Regions from separate parts of the Mus musculus genome. Here all the other regions are linked to region 1. Evidence: chromatin contacts called from public HiChIP or PLAC-seq and promoter capture Hi-C data. All regions are on one chromosome and are shown on one strand. The core of a region is the stretch at or near the end of the contact, and the rest is flanking DNA. Distances in the headings are between cores, read along the strand shown.

Region 1 (3,302 bases), core at 654-3,153:
CAGAAAGGAATCATAGGTCCCTGGGGTCTCTGGAGTGTAAACCCCTCTTTCAGTCTATGATACTAAGAGTCGATTTTCTTAGGCTGTGTGGTCTAGCTGCAGTAGAGGGCTCAGTCTTGGAAGCTTCAGTATGTTGATCTATGATCTTACAGGAAGGAGAGTTGGCTTCCGGAAAACCAATACAGAACTGGGACTGAGCCCAGGCCCACTCCAGATCTGAAAACAATTACGTGCAGCAGGTCTCGGAGCAACTTTGGCGTTTCTCTCTCCATCTCGTCTCTCTTAGCAAGACTGATACATTGGAGCCTGCAAAACCGAGCAAACCTTGGCCTCTGATGTCTATCCCTCTCTTCCAGGTCTATGCGTTGCTGGACAACCTGGTGACAGATGTGATGGTCCTGGCTGATGAGCTCAGCTCTACAAAGAATGTTGAAGAGTCTTTACGTTTTTGCAGCTGATTCTTGGACCCAAGCTTCCTCCTGGGAAGATGGTTTGAAAAAAGTCAATAAAGAATCTTTAGGTTCCTACCATTTCCATTTCCATCGTGCCTCTGGGGATGCTGGATCTCAACGGCATCAGGCGAAGGTCTAGGACCTCCTGTATCCCACCTGCTCACATGTGCAGTTCTCAGAGCCACACACACCAGAGAGGTGATGATTAAGGGATAAGCAGAAGAGTTAGTGGGTGGTGGCAGGGCAAGGAATGAAGTCAGGTGACAGGACAAGATGGCCTTTCATAGCAGTTCCCTGCCTCAGGCCTAGACTTTCAGGGCCGTGCTTCCTGAAGCCAACTCAAGTGAGGGACTAGGGAGAGAAGCAGAGATGGCGAGACCTGACTGTCTGAAGGCTTCTACTTCAGCACCCTCCTCATCCTTCAAGATGGCAAAGATGGCACCTGTCAAGCTCTTTAAACCCGGCAGGAACTGGAGCTGAGCTCACACCCACCCCAGATCTGAAGAAACACAAAGGCATAACTCTTTGCTGTACTCCAAGAAACTCTCACAAGTACAGTTTTCCTCTTCCCATTCATTCCCTTTGGGGATCCTTGTCCTAAGCCAGAAGTTAATACTTGAGGCTCTGGTCTGCTAGATCCCTTCCTCCAGTCAACTCATCTGGCCCTGGAACCATTTTTCTGCTATGGGACACTGAAGCAGCAAGGTTGTGGGTTCAAAATCAACCTGAGCTGCATGATGACTCTGAGGCCAGCCTGCGCAATGTCGGGGTGGGGAAGGGAAGGAGGGACCACAACGTTTCAAAACAACAAAAACAGCTTGAAGAATTCCTACTCCTTCCTGGAACAAAGGAATGTGGGACTGTGTAGTAGGTGAAGGGTAACAGCTGGGAAAGCACGCACTGCCTGCTCAGATCATCCCGGGGTTTCTGTTGAAACGACTGTAAACAACTGGTTAGGCTGGGGGTCTCTGGGAGCAGTGGAGGAGTGAGGGAAGCCAGTAGCCAGGGACGCTAGAATTCATACTGAGCTCCCATATGTAAGCATGTAAGCTATGGAACGAGCTTCAGGGCAGGTAGGATCCTCCCGGGAGTTGGAAAGGCAGAGTCCTCAGGCCCCTTGGAGAGGCTGGGGAAGCCAGCTGGGAGTAGGTAAAGACCAGCCCCAGGGAATGTTCTGTCTTCTGCTTTAATGTCGTCCGGCTAGGAGGGTTAAGGCTTGGGATAGGTATTGGAGTGGCCTCCATTCCCACCCTCACCTACTTCTAGCAGAGGAGGTAGGGGAAAGGTTAACTCACTTGAAGGGTAGGAGTGGATGAACTCCAGCTCTGTAAACCTCTGGGGTCACCGGCTGACAAACAGGCCAGCCTCCTCCCCTGAAGGCACCGCCCGGCAGACAGCAGGAAGGGGTTAAACACGCCCGCCCGCCCGTCATCCTGTGTCCTGTTACTGCTGAGGCAGACCTGCCTGGCCAGCTGAACAACTTTCCTCCCGAGAGTGCTGGCCGGCAGGAGTCGAGGAGGCAGCCGCGAGAGTCTGAGCGGCCACCCGCTGGGGGGACCCTGCGGTCCTTCCGAGAGAGAGCTCTGTGCCTTTCGGTCCAAGGTAGAGCTCCCGCGACCAGGGTTTATGGTGGATGGCTCTGGGGCTGCTCCTGAAGCTGTGCCATCCCCATACAAGTCAGAGGGTCACTGCAGAGGCTGCGGGGGCTGGGGCGAGGGAGCCCACTCTGGAGGTAAGCTCCCTCCCGCGCCGCGGTGGCGCCCTGCATGAAGGCGGGGTTGGGGGGTGGGGGTGGGGGCTAGAGTGGGCTCAGGACTTAGTCTCTTTCCCAACCTCTAGAGAGTAAGGCAAGGGCTGTGGAGTACCGGGAGGCTTCTAACCTGCAACTTCTCTACCTTCCTGTTACCCCCAGAAAAGGGGCGCAGGGCCATCTGGAGATTCCTGATAGCGTTTCTCCCAGATCCTGGCACATCTCTGTATTTACACCTTTAACCTCAGAATGACCCTTTAGTCCACTGCTCCCTGGGACACAGCCAACTCAGGTCTGATGAAGCCACACAACCTAGGGCTAGGGAATATCCAGTCCCCCATTCCCTGAGCAGCAGGAAGGACACTGCCACTCCCCCATTGCTTACTCTGGAGCTGATGGGGACAGAAGATGGGGAGGGGTGCTGGCTGATGGGGTGCACACAGACTTTGTCAAATTCCCGTGCATGTGATTGGTTCTTTCCATCTCTCTGAACCTCCACCCTGGGGATGCCATCTGCTTCTTCAGTGCTGACTTTTAGGAATCTCTCCATCCCCCACTCTGGCACCCTTCTGGATTTGTGTCCTGAGAGATCCCACTGCTCCGAATCTCTTTGGGAACCTGTGTGTAGGTGGGAGTCTACACTCTAGCCCCCCCCGCCCCCCCCCCACTTCCTGACTAGCCTGTGCACTCCGCTGGAGTACCCTCCTGCCTTCTTTCCATTTCTGAAGCAGCCTCCCCAGGTCCTGGCTTCTCAATGTCCTTCCCTCCACCTGGCAGGGTCTGGCTCAAGGTCACTGCAGTAATTCCATACCGGCTGCCCAGGGCTGCCGTTGCCGCTGCCGCAGCTGGGTTTGTGTTTCACTCCCTTTTATTCCCGGGCATATTGTGTTCGATAAAACCTTCTGCTTGTAACACCGCTGGCAGGGCTCCCAGCCGCGCCCGCCTCCCGCCTTCCTTCCCTCTCAACTTCAGCTTCAGGCATGCTCTGGGACCTCACCCTGGCTTTCTTCCTCCTTACTGTGTCCCTACTGGGTGAAACACCATCAGAGTCTATGACAGGCTAGGGTGGAGGAGGCTCAGGCATCTTCTTGTGCCTCTGA
Region 2 (3,209 bases), core at 669-3,168, 310 kb after region 1:
CTCCTTCCCATGCAGTTGGCTCTTAGATTGTCAATGTGCCTTCTTCCCCACTCTCATCCACCAGGAAGCAGAGTCTCCTGCCTCAAATGCAGGCCACCGACTGTGTCTCCACTTCCCACTGCCCAGTCCTCACCAAGAACTTCCACGCACTGCCCCACTGCCCGGCTGGGCTCCTCCCAACACTGTCAGGCTTTGAATGGCCCATGTGACTCCTGAGAGCTGCTGCTCAGCACTGGTCACCCGCTCGGCTCGGCTCTATCCTCCTCCCATTTCTGTGGGTTCAACCTCCCGCAGGCTTCCAGCTCCAATTTTTCCTGATTAATACCTCACCTGTATGAAATCTTGTTTTTTTTTCTGGGTATTATATTTCTCTAAATATACTAAAAATACTTCTCTGTCTGTCTGTCTGTCTGTCTGTCTGTCTCTGTCTCTCTCGTCTGTCTCTGTCTCTCTTTCTCGCTCTCTCTCAGTTTTCAAGACAGAGTTTCTTTGGGTAGCCCTGACTGTCATTCTGTAGACCAGACTGGTCTTGAACTCACAGAGATCTGCCTGCTTCTGCATGCACCACTATCACCACCTGGGTACTTTTTTTTTTTTTTTTTTTTAAAGACAAGATCTTAATATCTCTTCCACACTATTCTGGAACTTAAAGGTATAGCCCAAGCTAGCCTTGAGCTTGCTATTCCCATACCCCAGTTGCCAAAGTGCTGGGGCTACAGGTGTGTTTACCATGCCTGGTTAAGGCAAACATTGAGTCAAACACTAACAACCGTGGAGCATGTCCCATGTGCCAGTGTTCCGTGCGCTACCCGTAGTAATTGAAAACATGAACTCCAAGGACCAGGAGGTACATACAGCCTTGCCTGGTGTCCCCAAGGAGCTGGCTCCAACCTAGTGCTGCTGCGAGCAAACAAACAAAACCAGAAAAGGATCCAGTGAGGCATGGGCTATACCCATCAGCCTCCCAGGTCCAAATCCAGGCTCTGTAGCTGTATGAGACTCCAGGCAAGCTCTTTAGCTCCCCACTTCACTGTTCTCTGGTCTGAGATTGAGCGGGGGCCAGAGGTGGGGGAGTGAGGGGGTGGGGAGTGGGAGGGGGCAGAGTGTTCATAATAACAGCACATGTCCCTTGCCTAGGTTTATTGCTAATGCTGGAGGTGATACAGATATGCAGTGGTCTTTGAACAGTACCCAGAGCGCACCCTAAGCTCTCAAAATGTCAGCCAGTCCCCAGAGGAGCAGCAGCTGATAGGTTGCCACTGATGAGCGTGAAGGACAGTCTCCAAGAGGTTGAAGGACCACTTGGTTTCACACAGCTTCTGCACTGTGGACCCAGAATGGAAATTCAAAGCCCCTGCTCCAGTCTGGCCATCTCGCCCGTTCCTTTGTTTGTCTGGCTTTGTTTTTCTGTTTCTGTTTCTGTTTTTGTTTTGAGGTAGTGTCTCATTATGTAGCCCTGGCTGTCCTGGAACTTGATTTTCAGACCAGGGTAACCTTGAACTTACCATCCTCCTACTTCATTCGGCCTTCTGAATAGCTGGAATCACAGGCTCACCTGTTTTCCTTATTTCATAAGTGATAGAACTGCAGTTGGATTGGGCACTAGGCCACTCCTATCCAGTCTCATTATTCCCTGCTGTGAGGAGTCCCTCTAGCAAGCAGTACTGTGGGTAGGAGCAGGCCCGGACGGCCTCAGTGACTGGCCACGTCCACTCTGGCCACAGAGCCCTGCAGGACTACAGAGACCTTCACCTCTACACAGTGCCTGCTTATGCAAACCCTGAATGTAAGAAGTGAAGGGAGAGTGTAGCATGCCTGGGAATGATTGATGAGGCTGGCTAGTGTTATCTTCCCTGTGGTACAGGCCCAAAGCTTTATCCGGAAGCAGTGCAGCCCGTGTGGTATCTCGGTGGCTTTGTCGTGGGCGCCAGGGCAGTGAAGGCTGATCAGGGGTAATACAATGCTGGTGACTCACTCCCGGGAGAAGGCTGGGATGGGTCATTAAGCTGTCTTGGAACTTATTTTAGTCTCACACCCCCAGGATGAACGCTCTCAATGTTTATCAGGCCTCTGTCAATAGGACACTGCTCTCCTTCCCCACACCTGGTTACATAGTATCTTTCAGCCATGATACTGAAAAGGCTTCTGAACTGGGCTGTATCCCTCTGCTGGATGCCTGGCTGGCATGTCATCGCCAGCTGTGATGAGAACCACATTGCACATGTATGGATCCTATGACATGAGCCACTTCCTCTCCACCGTCCTCAAAGATCAGAAGTCTCCTTGCTTCAGCTCCTCACCTTCAAATTTGATCTAGAAGTCTGAATTAACCCCTTAATTTCTGAGCTGGTTCTTCTGATTCCAATCTAAATTCCTAGGTGGATTCTTTTATTTAAAACTTCTTTTGTTTAGCTTTCTCTCTCTCTCTCTCTCTCTCTCTCTCTCTCTCTCTCTCTCTCTCTCTCTCTCTCTCTGTCAGGGTCTCTAGCTCAGGCTAGCCTCAATACGTACCTGACAATGATCTTGAATAGCTGTCTCTGCTTCCGGAGTTGTGGTTTACTGGCCTAAGCCTAGAGAGATAGTTACCACTGTGTAAGATTGGCTCATTATAGTAAAGTGGCCTCATGGAGCAGGCCTGGAAATCCTACTACACAGGAGGCTGAGGCAGGAGGATGGCAAGTTCAAGGCCCATCCGGGTTACAGAGTGAGTTCAAGACAGCCTGACCACTCTCTCAAAGTAAAAAAACACAAGAAAATAATTCGGTGTGGCTGGAGAGAACCCAGGTTCAATTCCCAGCATGCACTTGGTGGCTTACAACCATCTGTAACTCTAGTTTCAGGGGAATCCAATGTCCTTTTCTGACCTCCAAGGCACCAGCTATGCATACAGTTCACATATATACATGGAGTTAAACATTCATATGCATAAAATAAGCCAAGAGAAAGAAAGAAAGAAAGAAAAAAAGAAAGAAAGAAAGAAAGAAAGAAAGAAACCAAAACAATAAAACCACCTGAGAATATGGCACAGTGGCAGAGTGATTGCCTACGGTGTGAGAAGCCTGGGTTCCGTTCTCAGCTTTAAAAAACAAACAAACAAACAAACAAACAAACAAAGAAACAAGATGGTAAGTTCTGCCTGGCAGTGGTGGCGCTTGCCTTTAATCCCAGCACCTGAGAGGCAGAGGCAGGCAGATTTCTGAGTTCGAGGC
Region 3 (2,858 bases), core at 167-2,666, 450 kb after region 1:
CTAACTAAAGTAAAGATGTAACACTATTTGGCTTTGTTTTCCTATGTAATTTCAAATTAACTAGCAAGAACATACCCTGGGAAAAGCCCATCTCGATTTGTTTTTAAGATACTTTCAAACTAAAAAATATATAAACTATTTTTTAAATTTAGATTTATTTACTTATTTGTGTGCGGTTGAACAAGGTGTGAACTACAGTCACTGTGGTTCTGTAGAGGTCAGAGGATAATCGGGAGTTGGTTCTCTCTTCTATCATGTAGGTCCTGAGGATGGGGACTGTCAGAGTTGGTGATAAGCACTTTCACCCAGTAAACTATCTGGGCAGCCCTAAACTATTAGATTATCCTTTGGTTTTCTGGGACTTCTATTTGAATAAGAATGCTTATAAAATGTACTGTTAAAATAAAGCTTACCTTCAGGCTGGTATGAGAACGTGGTTGACTTAATTCTTGAAATTTCCATTGCTCTGATCCTGGGGTCTCGCCTCCTTTCTGAGTGTCAGGTGTAAGCAATCCATCTCCAGCAGGTAGAGGGAAAATCCCTAATGATATAGGACGTTCTTTTCTATTTGAAGAGGGGAGAAAAAAATGAAACATTCTCATTAGTTTTTTATTTGTCGTGATTTTAAGCCTGGGCTGTGGATAGAAAAATCCCAGCTCTTTGGAAGATGAGGCAAGGGGATAACAAGGTCAGGGTCTCCCCTGGCTGTAGAAAGCTTATTCTCAATCTGCAATCAGCTCTCCTACATAATCCTATACGCACACCTAAATAAGTATATACCAAAGAGAAAAAACAGCCTCAAAGCTTTACATTGGCTCCACAAGTTAAGAAAAGTGTGGAAAAACTGTTTAGACACTGTTTTCACCTGCCAAGTTTGGAGCTGTTCATAGGTGAGGTCTCAGAACTTAGCCTAGCCTGACCCTGAACTGGAGATCCTCTGCCTTAGCCCGCTGTATGTTGAGAGTACAGGCATGCATTACCACAGCTGCCTCTGCCAAGAACTTGATGGTGGTCTGGTGTGGTAAACATGGAGAAGAGCTGCTGAGTGTTAGCCATGGAGGTTAGTGGTCATAAGGAACAGGCAAAGGCCTCCCCAGTCCCTGTTCCTAGTTTTCCACTTCCTCAAGCTACAGTGTTTTTACAGTAGGCCTTTTCTGCCTAGAGGAAAATGAATATACTCTTTGAAACAGGGATACTATTCAACAGTAAAAATCCAAAACATTTTTATTTAAGTTCTGGTTTTCTACAAATCATATTACAGTAGTTCTTTTAGGCAGAGTGCAGATGAGAAAACTTCTGTTAGGAAAAAAGAGCAGCTCTTTTCCAAGTCTTTCTTTACTGGGAGTGATGGAGTCCTAGCACGTAGGAGATAGACAGGAGGAGGAGTTCAAGGTCATCCTTGTACACAAAGCACAATAGAGCCCAGCCTGTTTACATTAGAGCCTGTCTCCAAAACATTACAAAGAAGGTGGAGGGATGACTCAGTGGATAAAGGCAATTGGCACCAAGCCTGACACCTGCGTTCAGTCTCTAGGACCCTCATGGCAGAAGGAGAGAACCAGCTCCTACAGGCTGTCTTCTGACCTCCACATTCATACTCCAATAAGTAGTAAATAAATCTAAATCTGAAACAAGTAAACACTAGTCAGCTATTTCACAAGTCAGTGACAAAGAGTTTTATTTTTCCTAATAGAGAGTATACTGCACATTACACGTTTCTATTTCCAGGCAATAGAACTTGTTTCTTCTTGAGACTTATTAGCTTTTACTTTAAACTACATCATTTCTGCTTCTTTGTTCTTAAACTGCAATCCTCTTTTTTTCTCATTAAATGATAGCCAAGTGTTTTGGTTTCCTTTAGTTAACAGAATGAAAAGTTGCTAGCCTGCTGTCTATTCCCAATTTTGAAAAACTTACTTTGGGAACAGAAATTCCCAAACTACTATCTGACTTTTATCTAACAAGCCTTCATGCCTTAAGGGAGAAGCAAGTAGGAATTTAATCAGAGTCTATCTAATATAAAGCTAGGAAGATAGCGCAGATTTCCTGAGATACAAGCCCATCACTGGCACCATCTTCCCACATAAACTCCTTTCCACACATATGGAGTGCGCAGTCTTCTTTAAACCCAAGCTTCCTTTCCTATTCCATCTATACGCCCAACTCTCTATTTTGCTTTTATCACTTTTTTGAGAAAAACAGATCTCTAGGAGGGGGTCAAATATGCTTGGAGTTTCTCTGCTCCAGATCTAGAAAATTAGCATCACCATGTGCTTCTTCCTCTGCGGACTGACCAATTAGATAGCTGATGGGGGCAAGAGATGCAGTTACATAAGTCTGACAATATTCTACTCTCAAAACAAAGTTCGTGAAAGGCAAACACTAGTCTTGAGCTTTGTTGTCATGCATGTTTGATGCTGTTTGTATTATATGCTTCAATAAAAATCACAGAAAAGTTAACCAAAAAAAAAAAAAAAAAAAAGGAGAACCTGTAGAAAAATACCAAGTGGCAGATTTCAGTCCCTACACTGAAGCACCTGCTCTCGCTGTCCAGCCACTGACTCCCTAACAGAAGCAAGGCTGACAAGTGTCTGAATCTTGTTATAGTCTCTAGCTAGTAGCTTCAGTTGTATATATTGATTTTTAGTTGGTTATTTAAATACCAGCTTATGTGTACTAATGATTTTTGAAAATATGTATTTCAGATAGCCTTTTGGCTATACCTGAAAGAACTGAGCCAGATAAACTGATGTGCTTTATCTGGTCTAACCAACCAGGAAACAGGACTGCTTTTCCAGATTTTACAATAGGGAAGATGATGTTCTAAGGCTTTATATATTAGTAACCAGCAGGACTAA

Evidence for each region. Promoter capture Hi-C pulls out the DNA fragments that hold promoters and counts their contacts. HiChIP or PLAC-seq counts read pairs in DNA pulled down with a chosen protein or histone mark.
Region 2: a contact with region 1 is called in a FOXA1 HiChIP or PLAC-seq map of pancreatic cancer cells. The contact joins the enhancer-like site here to the promoter of Epn3 in region 1. A contact is called at or near these places in 3 of 39 promoter capture datasets (the 3T3-L1 cell line, embryonic stem cells and liver), 3 of 115 datasets of contacts at active chromatin or transcription factors (craniofacial prominence, forebrain and pancreatic cancer cells) and 1 of 9 other capture datasets (adipose tissue).
Region 3: a promoter capture Hi-C map of embryonic stem cells shows a contact between it and region 1, with 4 times the contacts expected there. The contact joins the enhancer-like site here to the promoter of Epn3 in region 1. A contact is called at or near these places in 7 of 39 promoter capture datasets (embryonic stem cells, frontonasal cranial neural crest, hippocampal neurons and 2 more), 2 of 15 datasets of contacts at CTCF or cohesin (embryonic stem cells and stem cell-derived epiblast-like cells), 4 of 484 Hi-C or Micro-C datasets (all in embryonic stem cells), 1 of 115 datasets of contacts at active chromatin or transcription factors (embryonic stem cells) and 1 of 9 other capture datasets (embryonic stem cells).

What each region holds. Positions count from the first base shown.
Region 1 is chr11:94,498,575-94,501,876 of GRCm38.p6, reverse strand. Epn3 (epsin 3) reads left to right here and starts at 1,903. Exons shown (of 10, transcript NM_027984.3): 1 at 1,903-2,184. It overlaps Gm51873 (a long non-coding RNA gene), which reads right to left and starts at 2,837. Exons shown (of 2, transcript XR_003949592.1): 1 at 1,748-2,837; 2 at 1-479. It overlaps Mycbpap (MYCBP associated protein), which reads left to right. Exons shown (of 19, transcript NM_170671.2): 19 at 357-530. The coding sequence ends at 458.
Region 2 is chr11:94,188,425-94,191,633 of GRCm38.p6, reverse strand. No RefSeq gene overlaps it. Among named protein-coding and RNA genes, the nearest start is that of Tob1, 21 kb to the left of the region's middle. Within about 2 kb of position 1,918, at least 54 of the 459 cell types and tissues checked have an H3K27ac peak or open chromatin away from gene starts, as enhancers often do. A contact at or near this core is called in pancreatic cancer cells, where this site is marked.
Region 3 is chr11:94,046,114-94,048,971 of GRCm38.p6, reverse strand. Spag9 (sperm associated antigen 9) reads right to left here. Exons shown (of 29, transcript NM_027569.3): 5 at 414-564. Among named protein-coding and RNA genes, the nearest start is that of Gm38951, 27 kb to the left of the region's middle. Within about 2 kb of position 1,416, at least 16 of the 459 cell types and tissues checked have an H3K27ac peak or open chromatin away from gene starts, as enhancers often do. A contact at or near this core is called in embryonic stem cells, where this site is marked.